Linked DNA regions of Mus musculus: region 1 is linked to region 2. The links are chromatin contacts, called in public HiCAR-type maps. All regions are on one chromosome and are shown on one strand. The core of a region is the stretch at or near the end of the contact, and the rest is flanking DNA. Distances in the headings are between cores, read along the strand shown. Region 1 holds the start of Hspa5 (heat shock protein 5). Region 2 holds the start of Cdk9 (cyclin-dependent kinase 9 (CDC2-related kinase)).

What was found. HiCAR-type assays count read pairs that join an accessible place to other places.
Region 1: a HiCAR-type map of astrocytes shows a contact between it and region 2, with 4 times the contacts expected there. The contact joins the promoter of Hspa5 here to the promoter of Cdk9 in region 2. A contact is called at or near these places in 1 of 484 Hi-C or Micro-C datasets (B cells), 1 of 115 datasets of contacts at active chromatin or transcription factors (astrocytes) and 1 of 9 other capture datasets (liver).

Annotation. Positions count from the first base shown.
Region 1 is chr2:34,767,693-34,773,884 of GRCm38.p6, forward strand. Hspa5 (heat shock protein 5) reads left to right here and starts at 4,398. Exons shown (of 9, transcript NM_001163434.1): 1 at 4,398-4,454; 2 at 4,537-4,754; 3 at 4,867-5,098; 4 at 5,478-5,615; 5 at 6,129-6,192. The coding sequence starts at 4,630.
Region 2 is chr2:32,708,858-32,715,546 of GRCm38.p6, forward strand. Cdk9 (cyclin-dependent kinase 9 (CDC2-related kinase)) reads right to left here and starts at 3,927. Exons shown (of 7, transcript NM_130860.3): 1 at 3,708-3,927; 2 at 3,174-3,255; 3 at 1,620-1,710; 4 at 1,186-1,352; 5 at 916-1,087; 6 at 610-758. The coding sequence starts at 3,799. Mir2861 (microRNA 2861) reads right to left here and starts at 4,031; the gene lies at 3,950-4,031. Mir3960 (microRNA 3960) reads right to left here and starts at 4,115; the gene lies at 4,043-4,115. It overlaps Gm33457 (a long non-coding RNA gene), which reads left to right and starts at 4,453. Exons shown (of 2, transcript XR_001783272.2): 1 at 4,453-5,892.

The DNA.
Region 1 (6,192 bases), core at 3,148-5,647, 2.1 Mb after region 2:
AAGAACAGCTCGTACCATTTCTCCAGCCCAGTTCCTAAGTTTTAAAACATGGTGGGAAAATGCTTCCGTATGAAAAGAAAGCTGAGCATGGTGACAAACACTTTCAATCTCGGCACTCAGGATGGAGGCAGAAGCAGGAGGATTCTGTGAGTTTTAATCCTGCATAGTTTACATAGGGAGCTCCAAAACAGCAAGAGCTACATAGAGAGCTCCTGTCTTAAAAATCAAAACAGCAAGGCGGGTGTGGTGGCGCACGCCTTAAATCCCAGCACTTGGGAGGCAGAGGCAGGCAGATTTCTGAGTTCGAGGCTAGCCTGGTCTACAGAGTGAGTTCCAGGACAGCCAGGGCTACACAGAGAAACCCTGTCTCGAAAAACAAAAAAACAAAAACAAAAACAAAATCAAAACAGCAGCTAGATGGTGGTGGCACATGCCTTTAGTTTCAGTAGTCAGGACGAAGAGGCAGGTGGATCTCTGAGTTCGAGGCTAGCCTGGTCCACAGAGTAAATCCCTGGGCAGCCAGCGCTGTATAGAGTAACCTGTCTTCAAAACAAAACAGTAAAGAAAGAGCATACACTGTTCCTAGTGGCTAATTTTTAACGCCTTTAGCATTTAGCAAATAACTTCTACCTGTGTACTTACCTATTTAATGCCACAATGATTGTGCCTTACAATATGTTGTAATATGTGCTACAGAATATATAAAATACTTGAATTTTATTATTTTTTTTATTTTTTGGAGACAGGATTTCTCTGTATAGCCCTGGCTATCCTGGAACTCACTCAGTAGACCAGGCTGGCCTCGAACTCAAAAATCCACCTGCCTCAGCCTCCCATGTGCTGAGATCAATGGCGTGTGCCACCATGCCAGGCAAGAAGTGGTTGATGGGAATCGAACTCAGGGCCTGTGGAGGAGCAGTCGGTGCTCTTAGCCCCTGAGCCATCTGTCAGGATGAATTTTCTTTATTTTTGAAATTGGATCTCACTATGTAGCCTGGCTAGCCTGGAAGTCAATCTAAAAAGACCAAGCTAGCCTTTGTTTTCTGAATCTTGGGATTAATGGCCTGTGCCACCACACCTGGTTTCAATATTTATGCACATACACACACACACACAATTTAATATATAGTCAATTCAATATTAAATTGTGTGTGTATATATATATTTTTAAAAATAATATTTTGTGTATGAGTATTTGCTTGCATGTGTATCTGTGCATCACATGTGTGCCTGCAGAAGCCAGAAGGTGGTATTGGATCCCCTGGAACTGGAGTTACCGATGGTTCTGAGATGCCATGTGGGTGCTTAGAATCAAACCTGGGTCCTCTGAAAGAACAGCCATTGAACCACTGAACATCTTTCTAGCTCAATTTGGTTTGAATTTTAAAGGAGATAGATATGGTGGCTCATGAATTTAATCTCAGCAGCTGGGAAGGTAAAGGCAGGGGGTTCTTTGTGAGTTCAAGACCAGCTACATCTATATAGAAAGTTCCAGGCCAGTAAGGAATATGTAGTATGCATACCTAGCAATATCCAGTCTCAAAAAAAGAAGAAAGAAAATGATACTATAGCCACTGAAACACTTAACTCTCTAGAAGTTGATCAGATAGTCTAACTTGGTGACATACTTCCAAACCTAGCATTTTGGGGGTGCGGCAGGAAGATTAAAAAGTTCAGGGCTAGCCTTAACTACGTGGAGTACTAGAGGTAAGCCTGGTCTACAAGAGCCCATCTGAACCTAACCCAAACTTAAGTTAGTAAGATACTCTGTGTGTGTGTGTAAGAGAGAGCCAGAGACAGACATAGACTAGAGATTGAGAATAGAGCTGTATTTTACTTTTGAACAAGGTTTTCACTAAATTTCCCAGGCTGACCTTGAATTCACTCTGTAGTTCAGTTACACATAGAATTTGTGATCCTCTTGCCTCAGACTCTTGAATACTGGGGCTACAGGCCTGTGACACTAGGTTGGGCTTAGGCATCAAGTTTCTAAATGTTAGAAAAATTAGTTGTAAGCATTTCCTCCATTAATCAAGAGACAGAATGAGGGCTGGAGAGATGGTTTAGTAGTTATGAGCACTGATTGCTCTTCCAAAGGTCCTGAGTTCAAATCCCAGCAACCACATGGTGGCTCACAACCATCTGTAATGAGATCTGATGCCCTCTTCTGGGGTGTCTGAAGACAGCCTACAGTGTACTTACATAAAATAAATAAATAAATCTTTTTTAAAAAAAAAGAGAGACAGGATGAAACTGAAATTTGATTTTAGTGTAAACTGACTGCTGTAATATATATACAGACAAGCTTGAAATGACATGAAGTTGTAATGTGGTCAAGTAGTGATTTCCATTTTTCCCCCCTTTGAGGTAGGGTCTCAACATGTAGCCTTGGCTGTCTTTGTACTAACCAGGCTGGCCTCTAACTCAGAGAGATCCCCTGCTTCTGCCTCCTACGTGCTGAGACTAAAGGTGTGCACCAGTAGATTGGGCTTAGTGATTCTATCTTAATACTAGTCTGATGCAACCCAAAGGAAGATCAATGTTATGACAGTATTACAAGCCTGACTGAAAGAGCTGTGTGATGCAACTTCTATAGCAAGGATGGAGTTGACTGAGTCACTAATCTTTGAGGAATGAGAAAGGAAAAAAATTCCTGAACACTGATTCATAGGCTCAACATTTTAGTGACTGTGCGTGTGATGTTTTAGTAGTATTTGCACAGTGTACTTATGAAGCTCAGAATACATTTAATAGGAATACTGGAGTCATTTCCTGCCTGTAATAAATGGCCCAAGTAGCCTTCATAAGCATGTCTATAAGGACTTGGGGTGCAGAGATGGTGGACCTGAGAGTTCAAGGCCAGCCTGGTGGACATGTTGAGCTCCAGGCCTGGAGACAGATGTCAGTTGTGTAGCATGCATAGATGCAAGTCCCATGGTAGTACATGCCTATGCCTGAAGTTCTCAGCACTTGGGAGGTATAGATAGAAGAAACAGAAGTTCAAAGTCATTTGCTACACAGTTTGAAGACTGGGGGTGCATGAAATTTGTCTTTAAACAACAAAAAAGGGTGGTGGTGGTGGGAATCAATAGTATAAATTATGGAGTAAAATCAACCGGGTTATTAACTATATTCTCAGCACTTATCAATCGACCATTCTAGCTATTTAATCGCTCTTGGTCTCAATGGTCTCTTCTGGAAAATGGGAAAAATGTACCAAGACTTGAATATGAATAAATGACACATGGAAAACACATAGGAGGATCAGTAGTTATAGACCAGCTTGGGCCTGTGTACAATGCCTCTCAAAATACATAAAACAAAACAATGAAGTACATAATAAGCTCAAGTAGTAACTTGTTTTGTTTGTCCCCCAACATACTATTATAAAAGAGTAAAGCATCAGCAAGACTTTTTTGTCTGCTAAACGTCTTTAGCATTATCAGCCCTATTCCAAGAGTCGAATAGGGTGGTGTCAAGAAGGAAGAGGGAAAGAGGAAGGACTTATAAATAATAACCAGTGTCATAAATGGAAATGCTATGCTAGAACAGGTTAGCGAACAATAAGGCGCTACGAGAGAGAGAGAGAGAGAGAGAGAGAGAGAGAGAGAGAAGAAAAGATACATCTCATGGTGGAAAGTGCTCGTTTGACCATAGTACTGAATCTCCGCGGCGGAGAAAGGGAATAGGTTACAATTGGCCAGGCCAATCCTGGGACTTAACCCCGGCAAAGGGAAGATTCGAAAGGCCTGGAAAGACACATACGGCTAGCCTTGGGGTGAAGGAGAAACACGGTTAGCTGAGAAGCACCAGGATTCTCAGCGAGGCAGAATCCAGATCAGGCCCCAGCTCGAGACGTGCAGGCCGGGCGAGTAACAGGGCCTGGACTCTGGGACATCCGAGAACGTGTGGAGGCTGGGGAGGGCGATCACAGCTGAGGCCGGGCAGCTCAGGACGCGGGGAATCGAGGAGGAGAAAGGCCGCGTACTTCTTCAGAGTGAGAGACAGAAAAGGAGACCCCGAGGGAACTGACACGCAGACCCCACTCCAGTCCCCGGGGGCCTGGCGTGAGGGGAGGACCTGAACGGTTACCGGCGGAAACGGTCTCGGGGTGAGAGGTCACCCGAAGGACAGGCAGCTGCTGAACCAATAGGACCAGCGCTCAGGGCGGATGCTGCCTCTCATTGGTGGCCGTTAAGAATGACCAGTAGCCAATGAGTCAGCCCGGGGGGCGTAGCAATGACGTGAGTTGCGGAGGAGGCCGCTTCGAATCGGCAGCAGCCAGCTTGGTGGCATGGACCAATCAGCGGCCTCCAACGAGTAGCGACTTCACCAATCGGAGGCCTCCACGACGGGGCTGTGGGGAGGGTATATAAGGCGAGTCGGCGACGGCGCGCTCGATACTGGCCGAGACAACACTGACCTGGACACTTGGGCTTCTGCGTGTGTGTGAGGTAAGCGCCGCGGCCTGCTGCTAGGCCTGCTCCGAGTCTGCTTCGTGTCTCCTCCTGACCCCGAGGCCCCTGTCGCCCTCAGACCAGAACCGTCGTCGCGTTTCGGGGCCACAGCCTGTTGCTGGACTCCTAAGACTCCTGCCTGACTGCTGAGCGACTGGTCCTCAGCGCCGGCATGATGAAGTTCACTGTGGTGGCGGCGGCGTTGCTGCTGCTGGGCGCGGTGCGGGCCGAGGAGGAGGACAAGAAGGAGGATGTGGGCACGGTGGTCGGCATCGACTTGGGGACCACCTATTCCTGGTAAGTGGTATCCGTCGAAGGAGGAGGGGGTGGGGAGGAGTGGGGCGTGGCCTCCGGGGCCAGCGTGAGAAAGTGAGGTGCTGATTCCTTTTCTGTGGGGTTTCCCCGTCAGCGTCGGTGTGTTCAAGAACGGCCGCGTGGAGATCATAGCCAACGATCAGGGCAACCGCATCACGCCGTCGTATGTGGCCTTCACTCCTGAAGGGGAGCGTCTGATTGGCGATGCGGCCAAGAACCAACTCACGTCCAACCCCGAGAACACGGTCTTCGATGCCAAGCGCCTCATCGGACGCACTTGGAATGACCCTTCGGTGCAGCAGGACATCAAGTTCTTGCCATTCAAGGTCGGACCCGTTTTTTTTTTCTCATGCTAATGGGGCGGCTGGGGTGATAGGAGTATTTAGGGGTTGCCACTTGGCCAAAAACACTGTTCAAAGGACTTAAAAGAATGTGTTCGGAATTTATGTAACGGTTTTACATCTAGTCGTTTTTAGTGTGTTATAAAACATGACACACTGTTAACAATGTCTAGAAGTTGAAACAGACTAAAACTGTCGATCTATCTACAATACAGCTGTGCTCAGTTTTAGTTGTGATTTCCCCCTAAGGGACAGAGATGAATCAAGCTATGGGAGGGAGGAAATGGATTTTTTTTTTTAAATCGTTTGTGGTGTCATTGTTTCCTCTTCGGAAAAATTACCTTTAAATTACTTTATGCCATAGGTGGTTGAAAAGAAAACTAAACCGTACATTCAAGTTGATATTGGAGGTGGGCAAACCAAGACATTTGCCCCAGAAGAAATTTCTGCCATGGTTCTCACTAAAATGAAGGAGACTGCTGAGGCGTATTTGGGAAAGAAGGTGAATAACGTGTGAAACAGTGTTGAGTGTTTGATTGCTGTTGCTCCCCCTCGATGACTTGTGTAGGGAAGCCTTCATGGTTTGAAACCTTTCAATTTTTTTTTAAAGATTTATTTATTATTATACATAATTTCACTGTAGCTGACTTCAGACACACCAGAAGAGAGTGTCAGATCTCATTATGGGTGGTTGTGAGCCACCATGTGGTTGCTGGGATTTGAACTCAGGACCTTCGGAAGAGCAGTCAGTGCCCTTACCTGCCGAGCCATCTCACCAGCCCCAGAAACCTTTCAATCTTAACTTTTAGTGATTTAGTGTTTTGTGGGAGGTCAAGGTATATGCTAGTCAGCCTTTATGAGTTACCACTGCTTAATTCTAATGACAAAAGCGTATGATATAGCAGTAAACTGACTTAGAAACTGTTGTGGCTTGACTAGTTGATAAGAGTGACAGAAGTGAGAACACCATGTACTTCAATCATCTTTAAGTATGATTGCACGGTTGTCCTTCTAGGTTACCCATGCAGTTGTTACTGTACCAGCTTACTTCAATGATGCCCAGCGACAAGCAACCAAAG
Region 2 (6,689 bases), core at 2,677-5,176:
AAGGAACCATGAGGCCTGCTGAATGTGTGCTGAAGCCTCTGGGGTTGAGTGGGCCACCACTGGAGCTACACACTGGACCCTGCTCTTCTGCTCCCTCCCTGCCATGGCCACACCCTCTCTCCAGTGGACTCTCTACTATGACATTTAGCAGCATCTCTGCACCAAAGCAAAGGCTAAACAACCTCTCTGTTTTTCTGAACAAAAGCAACTCTTGGCGCTTTTGTTTTTCTCATGTACTTACTTTGTCTCGGCAACAGAGAGCTCATACAACCAACATTAAGAGTGGTAAGCACCATGCCAGGCGTGGTGGCACACGCCTTTAATCCCAGCACTTGGGAGGCAGAGGCAGGTAGATTTCTGAGTTCGAGGCCAGCCTGGCCTACAGAGTGAGTTCCAGGACAGCCAGGGCTACGCAGAGAAACCCTGTCTCAAAAAACCAAACCAAACCAAACCAAACCAAAAACCCAAACAAACAAACAAACAAACAAACTGAACAGTAAGCCTGGCCTGCAGCAATCAGCTTCCTCTACAGAAGGACTCCACTCTCCACTACTGGCCAGAGGCCCTGGGTCTCTGCATCCCCCAGGAACACCCAGTTCGGTTACTCACCTCTGGGGTGATGGAGCCACAGAGCTGGCTGATGAGGGCGAGCTGGTGCTGCTCTGTGTTACCCTGCATGATAGGGCTACGAGTCCACATCTCTGCCATGATGCACCCAGCACCCCAAAGGTCAATGGGCGGGCCGTAGTCCCGCTCTCCTGAGAAGAAGAGGGTACCGGGAGTGCCTCTTAAGCCCAAGGGCCTCCTGAGACTCCACGTCCCAGAGCTGATGGCTCAAAAGGCCCCAGGCAATGGGGGCTGTGGCCAGGTAGGCACCCGGCCCCTGCCCCCCTCTGCCCGCTCGGGAGTCCTCACCGAGCAGCAGCTCCGGAGGCCGGTACCACAATGTCACCACACGGTTGGTGTATCGGTTGGGCTGGCTATTCTTAGCTAGGCTGAAGGCACGGGCCAGCCCAAAATCTGCCAGCTTCAGGACCCCATCCCGGGTAATGAGCACATTCGCAGCCTTCATGTCCCTGTGCAGGATCTGAAGGGAGGACACACAAGAGCTCAGTCAGGTTTCATAGCATCCTGGAGCCTGGCCTACACAGCAGTCAAGAGCAGAGAAGCCCCATTCTGCCCCACCTTGTTCCTGTGGATGTAGTAGAGGCCGTTCAGCAGCATCTGCATCACTCTCTTGATCTCAGACAACGTGAACTTGACTAAGACGTTGCTCAGCAGCCCAGCAAGGTCATGCTCACAGAAGTCAAACACCAGATAGATGCTGCCCTTGCAGCGGTTATACGGTGAGGCTGATACAGAAGGGGCAGAGAGAAAAATAAAAAATAAAAACCTGCATCCACCTCATTTTCCACAGCCAACTCCCAGCCCTCCAACCCACAGACACCCAACTCCAAACAAGACCAGAGAAGATGGGGGGCCGGCACTCGGGAGGCAGAGGCAGGTGGACCTCTAAGTGTGAGGCCAGCCTGGTCTATGGCGCAAGGTCCAGGACAGCCAGGGTTACACAGAGAAACCTTGTCTCAAACCCCCCTTTTCTCCTGAGGCAAGCAACACACCTTTGGTCCGACAAATCTCAATTAGGTTCACCACATTCTCATGTTTTAGGAGCTGTAGAATCTTGATTTCCCTCAAGGCTGTGATGGGGAACTAGGGAGGAGAAAGAGGAAGTGGTCAAAATTGAGAGCACAACAGACGGAGGAACTGTGGGTGGGGTGGGGGTGTGTTTGGGGTCTATACTGAGGGACAGAGGTTGAAAGACAGGCGAGAGAATCGTTCCTGTGTGATGGTTCCTATCTGGAATCCAATTCTCGTATCAGGAGACAGAGACATCAGAACCACCAAGTTCAAGGCCAGACTGCTTAGTTGAGCTCCTGATTCAAAAAGAAGGGAGAGGGGAAGATATATCTATATTTATCTGTAGCTAGCCTTTGCAAAATATAAAATAAGTGCAAACACACACATATCTCAAGGAGCTGCTAAATGTTGCCATCTAGATAATGGTGGCCTTGAACTTGTTTATGAACCATCTTTTTTCCCCAGTCTCATAAGTGCTGGGATTATAATCACAACCCTTTACTCCAGACTGGGAATTTATTTTAGACAACCCAAATAAGGATAAACATTTTGTCACTAACACTTGTGAGTTAAGATCAAGAAATTTGTGGGGCAGTGGTGGCGCACGCCTTTAATCCCAGCACTTGGGAGGCAGAGGCAGGTGGATTTCTGAGTTCAAGGCCAGCCTAGTCTACAAAGTGAGTTCCAGGTCAGCCAGGGCTACACAGAGAAACCCTGTCTCAAAAAAACCAAAAAGATCAAGAAATTTCCTGGGAATGGAGATAGTTGAATGGTTAAGGAAACTGGCTATGGTCACGTGTGGCAGTCCAGCCCTTTATTTCCAGCAGTCAGGAAACACAGGCAGTTGATCCTCTGTGAGTCTGAGAACAGCCTGGACCAAACAGTGAGTTCCAGGACAGTTGGGGCTACAGAGAGATTTTGTGTCAAACAAAACATAGAGTCCCTGTTTCAGGGAAACACACACACCACAGCACTGGCTATCCTCCCCCAGGACCCAGGTTCAATTCCCAGCACCCACACAGTGGATCTTTTGTCCCAAATGATCCAAGGCAACCTGGCACACCTTTCTGGCTTCCTCAGGTACCCAGGTACTGGAGAATAGTGCTGTACACAGACATGCCAGAAAACAGAAGACCCTATAGACGCAAAGTAAGACAAACAGCATTTTCCTTACAAAGGCAATGCTGCTGAGGCTGATGGAAACAACACCTTTCAGAACATCACCTTAAGCTCAGCGGCCTTTTAAACGGCTTGTGCACAAATGGTCTCTTCATACAAAACAAAATTCAACGCCAAGCTAAGCTGAAAGTTTTCTAGAGTCAACCTGCACTCCATGGGAAAAGCACAGGCTCCCTCCCGTGGCTCCCACAGAACTCTGCCACTAAAGCTCAACAGTGTAAATGGAAAGCCAAATTCCTTGTTCCATGGAAAACCGAAAAACACTAGGTCGAATCTCAGCACAAAACCCTTTGAAGTAGCGGTGTGGAAACCCAGCCAGGTTAGAAGAAGGTCGGCCCAGTGGTCCATATACTCACCCCCTCCTTCTCATTCTCCATCAACACTTTCTTCAGAGCCACCTTCTGGCCCGTCTGACGGTGCTTGGCTTTAAAGACTTCCCTGCAGGCACAGAGAAAGACCCAAGGGACCCATAAGGCATTTCCGCAGGGAGTGCCCCTCCCCCGCGCGAAGGGGAGCAGCAGGAGCCCAGACCCACGGCGGGCGGGGTGCGGCCTCGGATCCGGGACGCGGTCATTCCACACCGCGTGTCTTCCGTCCTCCTCCCGGCCTCTGCTTACTCCTACTCAGCCCCTACTCCTCCCCTAGAGGTGGCCGCTCACATTCGGAGTGGCTCTCAGCAACCCTACCCAACCCCCATCACGGGCCCCAGGCTCCTCCCCGCCAGTCGGCTCGGTTGGGCCGGGAACGTCTGCGCCGCGGCCGAGCAAGACCGGGCAACAGCCACGAAAACAGAAGCTTCCGGACCACCTCGGCCCGGGCTCTGGGCGACCCGACGTCGGCCCTGGAAAGTGCAGGTCCCGGGCTCGCGGTCCCACGCGGCCTAATCTTACCCGAATGTGCCTTGGCCGATCTTGGCAAGTTTCTCGTACTTGGTGACCTCATCGCAGAACGGGCATTCCACCGAGTCGTACTGCTTGGCCATGGCCACCTCCAGCGCGCCTCCGCCGCCGCCGCCGCCGCCGCCCCCAGCCGCAGCTCCCGCCGCTCCCGGTCCCGCCACACTCCAGGCCCCTCCGCGGCCGCGCCACTTCCGCCTCCACGGCCACTTCCGGCCTCGAGGTGCCGAGCCCGCCTCTTCCGGTCTCCGCCCGCCGCCAGGCCCCCTGGGACTTGTAGTTCCCGGGAGGCCAGGGGGAGCCGGAGCTGCAGAGGAGCCTCCGCCGCCGCCACTGCCCCCGCCTCCGCCGCCGCCGCCAGCGCTGTTGGCGGCCCCGATCGGGGGCGCAGGAAGCCGTGGCGCTGGGGCTGGGGCTCGCGGCGGTGCGTCCCGCTGCATTGGCCCGGGCCGTGCTGCTGCCGAAGCTGCTGCCGCTCTGGCTCCCGATCCGGGGCCAGCCGCAGTGCCCTGCTCCTCCTCCTCCGACGGCGCCGCCTCCGCCGGGCTGCGCGGGGCGGCGGGTGGTGGTGGGGGGAAGGCCTGGGGGCGGAGGCTCCCTGGCCAAGCCCGGCCCGGGGCGGCAGGGCAAGGGGGCGAGATAGGCAGAGCAGACGAGGAGGCGGCCCGAAAGCCCGGGAGGGGGCGCGTTATAAAGGGGGAGGTGCCCGTCCTGGCCTCCCCTCCCCCTCCGCCCACCCCCTCCCTCCTCCTCCCACCCTTCGCAGCCGCACCTGCCGCCGCCGCCTCCCGCCCTCCCGCTCCCAGTCCAGCGTCCGCCCTCGGCGCGTCACTGCTCGCAGCCCCTCCTCTGCCTTTGGAGGTGGGGCTCCGCACTAGACACCTGCCTGCGGCTCCCTCCTGCGTGCCTCAGTTTATCCCCCGAATGCCAGCTGCTACAGAATGGCCCTTCTTCCAGGACCGGGAGTGTGCTCCCGGTGAGGCGAAGGCAGGAGGTGCCGTGGGAGCGGCCTTGAGGCCAGGGGAAGAGAGAACTGCCCCCGCTGCCGCCTCCGTCGTCTCAGCCACCCGCCGTTGACATGGCAACTGACGGCCGCCAGGGGGCGCGGCGACACTGTGGGCGGTGAGCGATCAACGCTCAGGCCTAAACCCTTGGATCTTGTGTTGTCAGGATGGATCTACTACAACCTTCCTTCACAGAGCCGCGCCAAAGCTGGTCTGTCCAGAGTCAATCATCCCCAAAACTGTTAACATTGAGCCGGCACTCCTGATGCTTTTGAAATGGGCGTGAGCCGGGCCTTGATGGCGCACGCCTTTAATCCCAGCACTTGGCAGAGGCAGATGGATTTCTGAGTTCCAGGCCAGCCTGGTCTACAGAGCCAGTTCCAGGACAGCCAGGAAAAACAACAATAACACAGAGAGACAGAGAGGAGAGTCTGAAGTCTGTTCTGTCTTCCTCTACTGTCTTGAAATTCTGAGCTGATCATGGCCGATTTTTCCAGCGTTTACCTCCTGGTCTGTGGTCCTACAAGCTCCCTTCTGTTTCAGTTTCCCAATCCCTCCTGTCTTCAGAGTTGCCACCCCACTCTCCAGGGTCAGCTGCAGGCTTCCCGTTTGCTTCCCCCTCTTGTTTGATGGAGACAAGTCGTGGCTGGTCTGGTGCTCACACAGTAGTCTAGGCTGACCTTTGAACTCCAGGCATCCCTCCCAACTCACCGTATCACTGTGTCCAGCAGTGCTTTCCAGGTTTATCCCACATTGTCTGGGCTTGAAGATTCTTGGAAGGAGGACTGGTTTCGGGGACCCTGGAGCCCCAGAGTACCTACTATGAGAAGGGTCCTGGCAGCAAGATTTTTCAAGACCCTCCATAGAGCCAGGGCTTTAAAGGAGATCAAGCCATATGACCCAGAGCCTACCTTCCTGGATACACTGCTTACCTGAAACAAGAAGTGGTGGTGGGGGGATGCCACCAGGGGTAAGGAGAGAGTACGTGCATTAATTATGATGACAGGATGTGGCTAAGTCCTCCCTTTAGCCCTGCACAGGAGTTATTTCTATTATCAGTTATTCACGGAGCACTGCTCTTCCCTCCACTGTACATAACGACCCTGACACTCAGAGGTGAGATGACTGGGCCATGGTCACACTGCCAGTCAGTGGCCACACTAGCTTTGAACCAGGTAAGTTTGGCATAAACTCCCAACAGTCCTCCTATGTCAAGGCCCCTCCCAATCTGGGCTCAGCATGAAAGCGTGACAAAACTTGGGAGTGATCTCACCTGGCACTCACTGCCCCCGGGGGTGTGTGTGAGGAGTAGTGGGGGGGGGGTGAGGAGGTGTGGCAGGTAACAGTAGCACTGAGGGCCGAGGACTTTGCAGGGCTTATGTGGAGTTTTAAGCCGTAGCTGGTGCCTGTTTCTCATGAGCCCTCCCTAAGTCACATCCTGTGGGCAGAGAGGCTTTAGCAGGGTTTCCTGTGATGTTGTCACCTCTGGCCCCAACCAGAGCCCTGACATCTTCCAGTCACTTCCTCAGAGTCATGGGCCCTCAGCTCTCCACAGGGAAGCAGTGGTGGTCTGGAGGCTTTGTAAGGCTGCCCAGTTCTGAAGTCCGGGTTCTCCACCACTGGTAAATCCAGGAGGGGACTAGAGAGGGGGACTAGCCTTTCGAATCCACTTTGGCTACCGCTTTGTTGGCTGCAAATAATGCCTGCTTCCTGTGGATTGCCCAAACCACCAAGGCCCAGCATGTGACTCAGCCTCTGTCAACACCTGCTGACTGGCTGGCTGATGACACACCCTCAAGAGGGTCTGGTGTATGGCCATTTAACAGCTACGGAAGCCAAGCCTGGTGGCAGACAACTGGAATCCCAGCTACTAAAGAAACTGAAACAGGAAAGTTCAAAGTCTAGGGCTTGTCTGGGCTAGAGAGTAAGTTCAAAGCCAGTTTAGAGTCTCTGTGAGACCTGGTCTAAAAAA